Regions from separate parts of the Mus musculus genome. Here all the other regions are linked to region 3. A link is a contact called in public promoter capture Hi-C data. All regions are on one chromosome and are shown on one strand. Each heading gives the region's core, a stretch centred on a gene start, on an enhancer-like site or on the middle of the called end of the contact. The rest is flanking DNA. Distances are from core to core; before and after follow the strand shown. Region 1 holds the start of Ctsk (cathepsin K). Region 2 holds the start of Rbm8a (RNA binding motif protein 8a). Region 3 holds the start of Vps45 (vacuolar protein sorting 45). Region 4 holds the start of Lix1l (Lix1-like).

What was found. Promoter capture Hi-C pulls out the DNA fragments that hold promoters and counts their contacts.
Region 1: a contact with region 3 is called in a promoter capture Hi-C map of liver, with 4 times the contacts expected there. The contact joins the promoter of Ctsk here to the promoter of Vps45 in region 3. A contact is called at or near these places in 10 of 39 promoter capture datasets (the SN4741 cell line, cranial neural crest, embryonic stem cells and 6 more), 2 of 484 Hi-C or Micro-C datasets (palatal mesenchyme and rod photoreceptor) and 1 of 9 other capture datasets (embryonic stem cells).
Region 2: a promoter capture Hi-C map of pre-B cells shows a contact between it and region 3, with 4 times the contacts expected there. The contact joins the promoter of Rbm8a here to the promoter of Vps45 in region 3. A contact is called at or near these places in 5 of 39 promoter capture datasets (the SN4741 cell line, hippocampal neurons, liver and 2 more) and 1 of 9 other capture datasets (adipose tissue).
Region 4: a contact with region 3 is called in a promoter capture Hi-C map of liver, with 4 times the contacts expected there. The contact joins the promoter of Lix1l here to the promoter of Vps45 in region 3. A contact is called at or near these places in 4 of 39 promoter capture datasets (hippocampal neurons, liver and pre-B cells) and 1 of 115 datasets of contacts at active chromatin or transcription factors (pancreatic cancer cells).

Annotation. Positions count from the first base shown.
Region 1 is chr3:95,497,744-95,500,592 of GRCm38.p6, reverse strand. It overlaps Ctsk (cathepsin K), which reads right to left and starts at 1,383. Exons shown (of 8, transcript NM_007802.4): 1 at 1,257-1,383.
Region 2 is chr3:96,628,507-96,631,263 of GRCm38.p6, reverse strand. It overlaps Rbm8a (RNA binding motif protein 8a), which reads right to left and starts at 1,336. Exons shown (of 6, transcript NM_001102407.1): 1 at 1,236-1,336; 2 at 903-962; 3 at 710-787; 4 at 262-398. The coding sequence starts at 1,302. It also overlaps the pseudogene 6330549D23Rik.
Region 3 is chr3:96,056,959-96,059,710 of GRCm38.p6, reverse strand. It overlaps Vps45 (vacuolar protein sorting 45), which reads left to right and starts at 1,256. Exons shown (of 15, transcript NM_013841.3): 1 at 1,256-2,029; 2 at 2,597-2,731. The coding sequence starts at 1,937.
Region 4 is chr3:96,599,562-96,602,529 of GRCm38.p6, reverse strand. It overlaps Lix1l (Lix1-like), which reads right to left and starts at 1,397. Exons shown (of 6, transcript NM_001163170.1): 1 at 1,057-1,397. The coding sequence starts at 1,348. It overlaps Gm52628 (a long non-coding RNA gene), which reads left to right and starts at 1,431. Exons shown (of 2, transcript XR_003954672.1): 1 at 1,431-2,219; 2 at 2,313-2,948. Ankrd34a (ankyrin repeat domain 34A) reads right to left here. Exons shown (of 2, transcript NM_001024851.3): 2 at 2,752-2,968.

The DNA of each region.
Region 1 (2,849 bases), core at 134-2,633, 560 kb after region 3:
AGAGACATGGTCTTTTTATGTAAGTCTTTGCTGGCCTTGAGCTCACTATGTTAATCAAGAGGGCCTTGAATTTAAAGATCTACCCCCTCTCCCCTGTGCCAGGACTAAAGGTGTGAGCCATGCCCAAGAATCCCTTCATTTGACTGTGAGACAGGCACACTTGGCTGTATATGGAAAACAAGGAATTGCAGGTGATTCTCACATAAAACAGACAGAAGTTCAGGAGGTGCCGGATCATCTGACTTAATCATTGTAACTCCCGTATGTTCCACCAACACTGCACACACTTTAGGCAACCGCAGTGCGTAGAAGTAACTGGGAAAGGCTCGGCAGCTCTTATGCCACCCCCACCCCACCCCCGTATCCCAGGTAAGGGTGCACATAAACAGAATAAGCACAGTGAGCGTGGTTACAGAGCCAGAGTTCTAGCTACAGTACACTTCAGGCTTTGTGCATAGTATTCTTCCTTGCCTACACCCAGATCTTGCCAGGAGAGGACAGGACCATTTTGATGGTATTTACGTTCACTGTATCTTCATTTGCCTTGTCCACTTTTTTCTTTCCACCTCCTCTCCTTTAGGCAGGAAACAGCTCTGATCATAACCAGATGTCACGGGTAAGTAGCTGTTCTTTTCTCTTTTCTTTTTTCCAAACAGCGACGTGGCTGCTTTACAGGGTGAAAGCCTCAGACACGAATGGAGGTGGAAGATGGAAGGACAGTATTCCGTAATGACCTAAGTTCACAGCTCACAGCTTTTCAGCATCTGCTCTGGCCCCATTAATTTCTTGTGTTGGCTTAATTGCAAGTTCTTAAGTTTAAAAACCATTTCCCACCAGCAGCACATCATATGACTTGTGCAACACTGACGACATTTCATCTACTCTTTGCAAAGCAACAGACTACCCAGCAGAGCACCAGTAACCGGGGTGTGACAGGCTTGCGGGTGGCTGTGAATTCTTCTTCTTCCCCAGGAGTTGGTTAACTCTTAAGTTAAACAGAACTCAGAAAGAGCCCACGCTTGAGACAGGCTTACAGAATCCTCTTCCTCTGATTATACCAACAGCCACATATTCATTCACATAGAAAATCCTAAAGATTTCCATACACATTTAGCTAGAAAATAAACTAAGGATTATGTTGTTATTCAGGGAACTTAAATTATTTGATCCCCAATTCATTATATCCTTTCTCTTCTTAAAATAAGGTTAATTGGTAGGAACAAGACGCTAAAAGATCCAGAAGTTAAAAATGTTACCTGCTGTTGAGAATCTGTTCGCTAGGCTCTTTTCGGATAGGAAGCGTGGCTACTGTGAGCGGAAGACTAAGGGTGCTAGATTTATTCGGTAAGGATTGCGGAAGTCAACTCCAGCAGTGGCTGGAAAATCTGGATAAGGGAGGGAGTCAGGGATAGGATGAAAAGGAGGAGGGGTTAGGGAGGAAGGACACACATTTGCACAATGTGTGTATACAGTATCATATGCCAGTGTGGATAGCTGCTAAGTGTTTAGTTTCATCTGACTGACTTTGGGGGGCAAAAATAAGATAGCACAATATTCAAATTGAGACTTTGGTGGGAGATTTAAGAACACAGCCCTAGTTGTCTCCATTCTTCCTCAAAATGTCTGACTGGCAATTTCCATCTTTTCAACTCATCTAGTTCTGACCCACCTCCTTACTCTGCACCATTTCCAACGTTGTGTCAGATCCTCTTCTGAGATGATGGGGGTGGAGTGAGGGAGAGGGGAGGAAAGGCTAGAAATGTAAGGCTCTAATTTAAACATTTAAAACCGTTTTGTGACTGTTTGCTATTAACTGCTTCTGGGCATGGAGTAGTTTTTCTAACCCATTATGGCTGTACATCAAGGGAGGAGCTGCCCACAAAGTCCAGGTGAGATGGTTCAAAAGTGGCCAGAAAGTCACGTGTGTGAGACAGTGCAGTAATCCCAGATATTCAGGAAGCTAAAGCAAAGCCATCACTGGCTATGGGCACACCTCTGTCCCCTCAACATACACACTGGATGGCAGGGGTGGATGGTTCTCTGTGAGGTCAATGCCACAACAGTCTACAGAGTGAGTCCAAAGTCAGCCAGAGCCATACAGTGAGACGTCTCTAAGTAAGAACTTACTTTCAAGGTCAACCTACTCTAGGCAATTTAGTGAGATCCTGTCTAAAAATAACAACGGCTGGGGCACCAGCCCAGGAATGGCACCATCCACAGTGAGCTGGGCTCTCTCCCATCAACCACTAAGAAATGCCCTACAGGGCCAGGGAGATGGCTCAGCAGTTAAAAGCACTGCCTATTCTTCCAGAGGTCCTAAGTTCAATTCCCAGCAACCACATGGTGGCTCAAAACCATCTGTAATGGGATCTGATACCCTCTTCTGGTGTGTCTGAAGACAGAGATAGTGTACTCATATACATAAACTTTACAAAAAGATTCTAGTTGCTTAAATGGAGGATAAAAGTAATTTACAAAAAGCTAAAAGAGGGTTGAGGAACATGACTCAGCGGTGGTGGGCTTTCCTAACATTATGAGGCCCAAGGATCAACACCCAACATGACAGTAAGGAAAGACAACTGACCCAATGTAGCACCTAATTATTTACAACACTTGAATCTACATTAATGGATACACGTGGGACTCTACTGCTAGACTCTCGGGTGGTAGAATGTCTGATGAGTACTGCATCTCAATCATTAAAATCCCAAACTAGGTCCAGTTACAAGAGTCTCCAAGCGCTTCCCCAAAATCCAGGCATGTGACAGATCATAAGAGTCTGACTTGGCCAACCACACCCTAAACTCCATTTACTTCCATAAACACATGTGAGGAATTAGGAAATGAGG
Region 2 (2,757 bases), core at 87-2,586, 570 kb before region 3:
AAGTATCAGAATTTTACTTCACCAACCAAGTACTCTTTTCCTTAAACCAGAAATGCATAGTTACAAGAAAAATTTCGCAGCTATACACCACATATCCCCATTATATACACAAACATGCTCATTCTGTTTCTGTCTCTTTCATGTGGGTAACAAAATCAATTTCCAATGTCATTTCACTTCCTACCTGTGCTTGATCAACTCACAAAAACAACATAATCAATGTATCTAAGAGTTGTAAGTGAGGGAAGCAAGAAAATCTACCTTCAAGTATCCCGTGCGCCTGTCCAAATTAAGGTGAATATTTTTTATTTCCCCATATTCAGCGAATTTGTCATGGATATCTTCTTCAGTGGCTTCTTCGTGGACTCCAGTGACAAAGAGAATCCAACCTTCAACAGCTGTTGGGTAGGGAAAGTGTTGTATGAACATGTAAGCTAAAAAGCCCAGTATTCAGGAGGCAGAGGCAGGCAGATTTGTGAGTTTGAGGCCAACCTGGTCTACAAAAAGAGTTTCAGGACAGCCAGGGCTTAACAGAGAAACCCTGTATCCAAAACAACAACAACAAAAAAACCCAAAACCAAACAAACTAAAAAAGAAAAATTCTGAAAAGAACCTACAATAAGCAATTTTCTGAGACTGGTTAAACAACTCTTTACTTTGCATTTGAGTGCCAGTGCACACAGACTCCCCATAGGTCCTATTTACTTACAGCGCTGTGGTCCAGGTTCATCGCCGTCCTGCTCCACACTGTCGTAATCCTCCCGCATCCGCGCTCGGGACCCCTCTTCTAAAAGAATTCATACCAGATCACCGAAAACTGTCCTCCAAATGTGTCCCCCTCACACTCCCAAATTCGCGGGCTTCTGCCTCTTAGACCACTCTACCCTATTCCCCACACTCACCGGAGCCAAAGCCGCGGCCCTTCCGTTTCTTTGCTTTTTCTTTTAGTTTGTGGATGCTTTCTAGAGTTCCAGGTGAGAAAATAAGAAGCAACAAAAATAAGAGTCATTTGAAAAAAAAAACAAAAAAAACCTGTCGCGTTTCCTAGACTATCTGGAAGCTTCGACACAGACTCCAGCTTCAGTCCCTTCCCAGTTCCGCCCCTAATTCCTTTCCCAAGGGGGAGGAGTCTATCTTTTCAGACCCAGTTCGTGGGGTGACGTCCCAGGAAAATTTCTACTGCATTCCCCTCTCGCACCTTCCCCTCTTCCCGCAGTCGCCTCCACTCTCCTCACCGTCCCCATCCTCATCCATGGCGAAATCTTCGCCCCCCGCCTCGTGAAGATCCAGCACGTCCGCCATCTTGCTTCTCTCGGCGCTTTCTGAGTCTCTAGAAGCTAAGCACCTCGGGAAGCTGTCGCAGAAGAAAAACGTCACGAGTTAGGCTGACCAATTAAAGGTTGCCTCCAAGTCCCGCCCTCGGCGCGGTGAAAATTCGCCAATGTAGGCGGCCCCACTATGAAGCGCTAGAAACGTCCAGCACTCTGGGACCCCGATGGAGCTCTGCGAGTATGAGGCCGTAGGCTACATGGTTTGTGATTGTGTTTTGTTTTCTTTTCTTTTGAGGCAGGGTCTCTCTATATAGCCCTAGCTGGGCTCGAAGTTACAGATATCCAACTATATTCCCCTTCCACATGCTGCTGGGATTAAAAGCCTGTGCTACCACGCCGGGCTCCAAGGCTACAGAATGAGACCCTTTCTCAAAAACATAAAAAGTAAAATAAAGTGGTTTCGGAAGTTCTACAGCCAAGTTGATCAGGTAGATTGAAGGTCCGGAGCGCAGCCGCGTTGGGGCAAATTTAAAGGGTGAGTGAAGTCAGTGACTTTCTCATAAAACTTTCAACTAGCAAGAAATCCTTTGATACATATCTACATATATGGGTTTATTGAAATGACTTACGGGCTGCAGTCCAGCTAATTGGAGAATAACTAGATGTGTCCAGAAAGTCGAAGAATCTAGTATTTGCTTAGTTCCACAAGGCTGGATGTCTCAGCTGGTCTAGAATCCAGAAAAAGTAGGCTCCAGTGCCGGTGAAGAAACGGACTTATGAGCAAGGCAAAGTGCAAAAGTTTCCTTCATCCATGTTTTTATATAGGCTTCAGCAAAAGGTGTGGCCCAGGTTAAAGGTGTGCCTGCCCGCTTTAATCCCAGCACTTGGGAGGCAGAGGCAGGCAGCTTTCTGAGTTCGAGGTCAGCCTGGTCTACAGAGTGAGTTCCAGGACAGCCAGGGCTACACAGAGAAACCCTGTCTCCAAAAACAAAAACAAAACAAACAAACAAAAGATTAAAGAAAAGCCTGTGTCTTCCTGCCTCTAGATGTAGCTCAGAGGTGTTCTTTCCTACCTAAAGTCTGGACTAGAAGTGGATCTACCCACTCCACCAAACAGAAAATCACAGGTGTGCCCCTCATTTCTGGATTTGTAGTTCATTCCAGAGAGAGTAAGCCTGACAACTGAGAAGAACCATCTCAGGTGTTTTTGTTTTTGTTTTTTTTCTTTTCAATACAGGGTTTCTCTGTGTAGCTCTGGGTGTCCTGGAACTCACTCTGTATTTCGAGGCTGTCCTCGATCTCAGAAATCCGCCTGTCTCTGCCTCCCAAGTGCTGGGATTAAAGGCATGTGCCACCACTTCCCCGCTCAGGTGGTTTTTTTTGTTTGTTTATTTTTTATTTATTTGAGTACACTGTAGCTGTCTTCAGACACATTAGAAGAGGGCATCAGATCCCATTACAGATGGTTGTAAACCACTATGTGGTT
Region 3 (2,752 bases), core at 7-2,506:
ACATACTATATTACAGTCCAGGTAAGGAAATAGAATCCAAGCAACATGGGTGATGGTGATTTTTCAGATACCAGTAACTTGCTAGATTTGTGGGTAAATTTTATTTTCTTTGATGAGTCAGTTTTCTATAATATATGAACTTTTTTGCTGATAAAACAGGATTGTATATAACATTAGATCTCATTTGTGTGTAGTTAATATCCCACTGACTCGTTTAATATAAAGCTTTAAGGCTTCTGTCAAAACATATGCACACCAGTAACTCCAGCACTGCAGACACTGAGGGGTCACGCGTTCAAAGTCAGCCCGTGTTACATTGCAAAGCCTTATTCAAACAAAAAGGAAGAAGAAAGAAAGTCTCAAAACCTGTACTGTGCCCAATGGGAAGTTTTATTTACTGGTTTATTTATTGACTGGAAAACTGAAAAGAACACATTTTCACAATTTTAGAAGTGACAAATACCTGTATTTCAAGTGACTTCTAGTCTTCCTCAAGGGATTTGGAAACTTCGCATAATTTGCATAACCCGATTAAGTTCTTCTATTCTATTTAACCGCATATTTCTTACAGTATGTTGAAAAAACTAGTATTTAGTGGTGCTGTGTTGATTTTAAATTAATTTTTTAAATTAGCATTCTCAATGAGTCTCATAATGGCATTTATACACATGACAATAATATCTCATTCTAATGTGTTTCCTTTTTTTCCTGCCTCCAGCCCCTCTACCCCTAACCCCGCGGTTCCTAAAGCTCCCTGGTCCCCTTCCTCTACTAAATAGTCTGTCTGTTTTGTGCTCCTTGTATTCATTCCCTTGTATTCCAATACTATGTCTATCCGGGTCTCCCTCTCTTAAAATCTCCTTCTCACCTCTGGTGATCCTTTGCAGTTTCACATCTCACACACGTCATTATTTTGGTGTAAATATTTGAAGCACTAATAGCCAATGATTTGTTGCAGTTATTTGTCTTCCTGGTTGTACAGTTCTCTATTGTAAGAAGGTGAGGAACAAAACACCTTGATCCGAAGTGTGATAATAGTGTGTCATCTGTTGAATTTTTTGGAAACTGAAGCTTTAAGATCCAGTTGATTGCTAATTGTTCTTGCTTCTTAGATTAAAAATGTGTTTACCTTTAAATTCTCAAGTTGGTTTTGTTCCGGCCCCAATGAATTAACTGTCCCCGCCCATTGCAGGGGCCCTGGAAACCCGGCGTCCCTGAAAGCCAACCAAATTCAGTACTTTGGGCGCCGCGAGCTCGCAGTCCCAGCGGTCCTGAGTAGGGGGCGGGTGGAAGCTCCGCGCCTTCCTGGGGTCTCTAAGGTCTACAACATCTCTAAATAGCGTTCCCATTGTTTCTTCATTCAACAAACGTGATGAATTTCAGCTCCCCTTCTCTCTTTAGGAAACCCAGTTGAGTCTCATTCTATGACCTACCAAATACAAAATGCCGTCTCTTGATGCTACTTTGTTTGGATACTTTAGAAAACCGGGGCTGCCTCTGTAACCTAGCCTGGGCTATCAGAGAACTTGCTATGCAGTACAGACCTGGGACCCCGCTGCCCCAGCCTGCCCAGTGCTACGATGACGTGCGAGGGCTTCAGAAAAGATGCTCAGCAAACAGTGTCCGAGAGAGCTGTATCCCGCGGTGCGCCAAGCGCTTCCCTACTCAGGACCAGAAGCCAGCACAGCGCGGGTTCGGGGAAACAGGCTGCCTTCCACTCCCTACCGAGAAGCGTCGGGAATGGCACCGTCGCTTAGCTGCTGAGTCTGAGTCCCGGACTCCACGGAGGAACTACAATTCCCAGTATCGGAGCTACCCGGACTCCCGGAAGCCGAGGCTTTGGCGACCGGAAGCAGCTGAGACCCAACAGGCCTGAGGTTAATTCAGCCAGGAAAGTGGGTGGGAAGGGCTGTGGGGCACCTGTCAATTCGCCACCATGAATGTGGTCTTTGCTGTGAAGCAGTATATTTCCAAAATGATAGAGGACAGCGGGCCGGGCATGAAGGTACTTCTCATGGATAAAGAAACGGTGAGTTTGCTTTTGCTCAGTATTTATAAAGGAAGCTCTCCCTTCCTTTAGAATTGCTGGCCCCGTTCCGCTGTAGAACTTAGCATTTCACTGATGACGATGATCAAGTCTGTCTGGCACTGGGAAAGTTGTAGAATGCTTTCCCAGTGGGTGTGCAGTCTAACCAGCTCTAACTGGTGCCAAGAGACTTCTTACACCTGAAAGAGTGTCTGCAAAGAAATTGTTACTGGCGACACAGGGAAGACTTTACTCAACGTTGTTTTTAAAAGTAAATTGTTGGGGTTCAGCTGAAATAACAGGCTATTTGTTGACCACAACTTTAAAAAAGGAATTGTAAAGGAATGGTGAAGATCCTCTTTAGAAGTTTCTGAGTTGTTCATGTTCAGAGAGAGTGGTAGGTTTTCATTCTAACACATTACAGCCTGTTTTGGATATTAGGTAAATATTATTCTGTATATTAGAATTTAAATTACCTACTCAAATATTAGTGGCAAAAGGCTTAACTATTGATGCATGTTTTTACTAGTCCGGACTAGTATAATCTTAGTTCGTTCTTTTGCTTTACAGACTGGTATAGTGAGTATGGTCTACACACAGTCAGAGATTCTTCAGAAGGAAGTATACCTCTTCGAACGAATTGATTCTCAAAATCGAGAGATCATGAAACACCTAAAAGCAATTTGTTTCCTTCGACCCACAAAGGTACTACACACACTGAGCTGC
Region 4 (2,968 bases), core at 148-2,647, 540 kb before region 3:
GAAAACAGCAAGGAGGCAGTCACTTTTAGACCCAGGAGGACCTGATCAAGGAAACAGAAGGGATGTGTTGGAAATTCCAGACTTAAAGTCTGAGTCATACACCCTTCACTGTGTGTTCCTTGTCGTTTAAACTATGAATTTGGAACCAGGATTCTGACAGGAAATTGGTTAACGTTGCCTAAACAAAAACAACAAAGAAAATTCTCACATCCCTCTTCCCAGAAATTAGGCATCTTTAAGCCGGCAATTTCTAAGCAAAATAAGGTTGTTGCCTGGCTTGTTTCCACAGAATTTAGCATTGAGTGAGCCAGGGCCTGAGATTTATCCTCAGTTCCTGGGCAAGGGCCAGGAATACAGCGCCAGACAGACAGAGGCCCGAGTTGTGAGGCTCCAAACTAAGACACTAAAGCGAGGCACCAAGTCACAGGAAGCTGGCACGGCCTCAATGGTGTGGGTTCAGATTCAAAGGAACAATTATTGTGAGTGACTTTTGAAAGCACTACCTAATAATTCTCCAGCAGATCTGAAGTCATGGTGGAAATTTCATGGTGGGAGGTGGGGTGGGTAAGTTAAGTATGTGAAGAACTAAAAAGTCGAGATTCAGAAGATGAAGTACAAGGGCTCAGGAGATGGGAGTACAGGAATTGCTGAGATCAGAGAGAGAAGACAGAGAAGGGTAAGGATGAGAAATGCCCTGGGTCTGAGATAAAGGAGAGGATCCCACACAATAGGGGCGGGTTCTTAAAGGGAGAAGGACATTAAAATCTTAAGCCTGCTGACAGAGAAAAAGTTGGGAAGAAAAGAGAATTGCATCTGAAAACAGGAGTCCCTGAAGAATGCATTAATAACTCGTGTGTGTGTGTGTGTGTGTGTGTGTGTGTGTGTGTGTACACGCGCGCGTGCGCGCTTGTGTGTGTGTCCAGAAGGAAACTCCCCAAAAGGAAATGCATGCGAAGGCTGGACGCCAAGCGGAGCCACTGTGAGGACAGTGGGAGCTGTGGGAGCCAGGCTCTTGACTAGAGGGTGTCCCGCAGGAGGCCAGTTCCCGACACTTACCTCGACCGTAGCCCTGCGTGTGCTTGGCGAAGCTCCTCACCACCGCCTCCACAGCCTCGCGCAGCACCGCAGGGCTACCCGCGGCGCCGGGGGGCAGGGGCAGCCCGGGGGCCCCAGCCAGAAGCAGCGGAGGCGGGGGCGGGGCGGGGGGCGGCGGGGCGGGCGGCGGGCCCACGGGGGGTGTGGCGGCGCTAGTCGGGGCCCCGGTCACCCCTGGCCGCAGCGCTCGCAAAGTGCCTCTCCCACCGACGCCTACACCGGGCTGCAGCCGCTGTGCTCGCATCGTCTCCATCCCGGTGGCCGGCGGAGCTGGGCCCCGGAGCCTGCCAGCCTGGCGAGCTAACGGTCCCAGCTACCCCAGTGAGCAAGAGCCAGGGGATTGAGGGCGGTGCCGGGATCCAGCTGTCAGTCAAGAGCGGGCGGGACGAACCAGATGCCATGCCAATCACTGGTGGAGAGGGAGGAAAGGGGTGGGCTCCTGAGCCACCTTAGGCAAATGATTGAGGAAGGCGGAGGCACGGGAACCAATTGAATAAAGAAAAGGCTAAATCGTCTAAGAGAGAGAGCTTCGGAGCATCTTTGGGAATCCTGTGGTAAGCGATAGAAATCCGGCCAGACCCCTGGGGCGGGGCTTGAAGGGAAAATAGGCCTGGATGCAAGGCTGGATAGAACTGTAGCTGGAGAGGTTTCTTAAGGACCATTTGTCTGATCACTTTACTTTCTAGATGTAGATGCGGTTCAGAGAAGTGATGTGACTCATCTTTAAGTTCATACACAATTGGTGGTGGAGTGAAAACTGAGTATAGTGCTGACTTTAGTGAGAATATGCTATGTCATATACTTGAGTGCACTGCCTTATTTAATAGCTGCCAAGTACAAACCAGGTTTTATTTTACAAACAAGAAAAGTGATGCTCAGGAAGATTAGATACATGAAATGGCTGGATGGCAAGGGAGATTCAGACATTAAGTGTTTTAATCCAAATATTTTCCTTTTTTCACTATTTACATTCAGGAATGGTTTTCTGACTTCAGCTACTCACTAAGGGAGTCAGAGAACGTAGAATGTGTTTATCACTGTACAGAAAGAGTGAGCTAGAATACACTCAGAAACCTATCAAACAGAGAAATTCAGGACATAGATGGAAAGGGTGCTTGATCCAGGTAAGTCTGGGTTCCAACAGTTGTTCCCAGCAGACATCCATGCACACAAGCTGCGACACCCTTTTGTTGACTGACCATTCCTTTTCCCCTTAGGTGAAGTTACTAGCCCCACCCCCTCTCCTAGGGTTGGCTAAGAGACCTGGGACTATGGAGGTTAGAAGAAAATGAATAAAGGCACACCTGGTGAAATGAAATTAAACCCTGTATTTAAAACAACAACAAAACCTGTGTGGTCAAGATGTAGGAAGTAGCATCTGCTTATGGAGAAGAGGGGCAGTAAGAATCTTAAATCATTAAAAGTCAGGCATGGGGAGGCTGGGGGGAGGCCCACCAAATGCCTTAAAACCTCAGAACACAGGGCCCATTTGCCTTTTCTTCTACAACCACTACTGGTCAGTTGGTCTCCTGGAAAGAAAGTAGCTGCAGCCTCTAGATTGGCTCCCTGAGTAGTTGTGACTGTAAGTCTCACCCTCCCATGCCCTCTCTCTTCACCCCCCCCCCCAACCCACACTTTCAGGCAGCAGTGACAAAACAGACTTCTGAACACATTTATTTGACAAGTGGTAAGAGGACTGACTTAGGCTTGCTCCCCACTTCTACCTGTGGGGGGTTGTTCATAAGCTCAGACACACAGAAGAGCAACTTTGAGCCCATGACCTACCCCTGGGGTAAACAAGACAATCTGGAGTGGTATATGTGTGTGTGGGGGGCACAGGGAGGGAATAAAAAGCAGGAAACTGAGAAGTGGA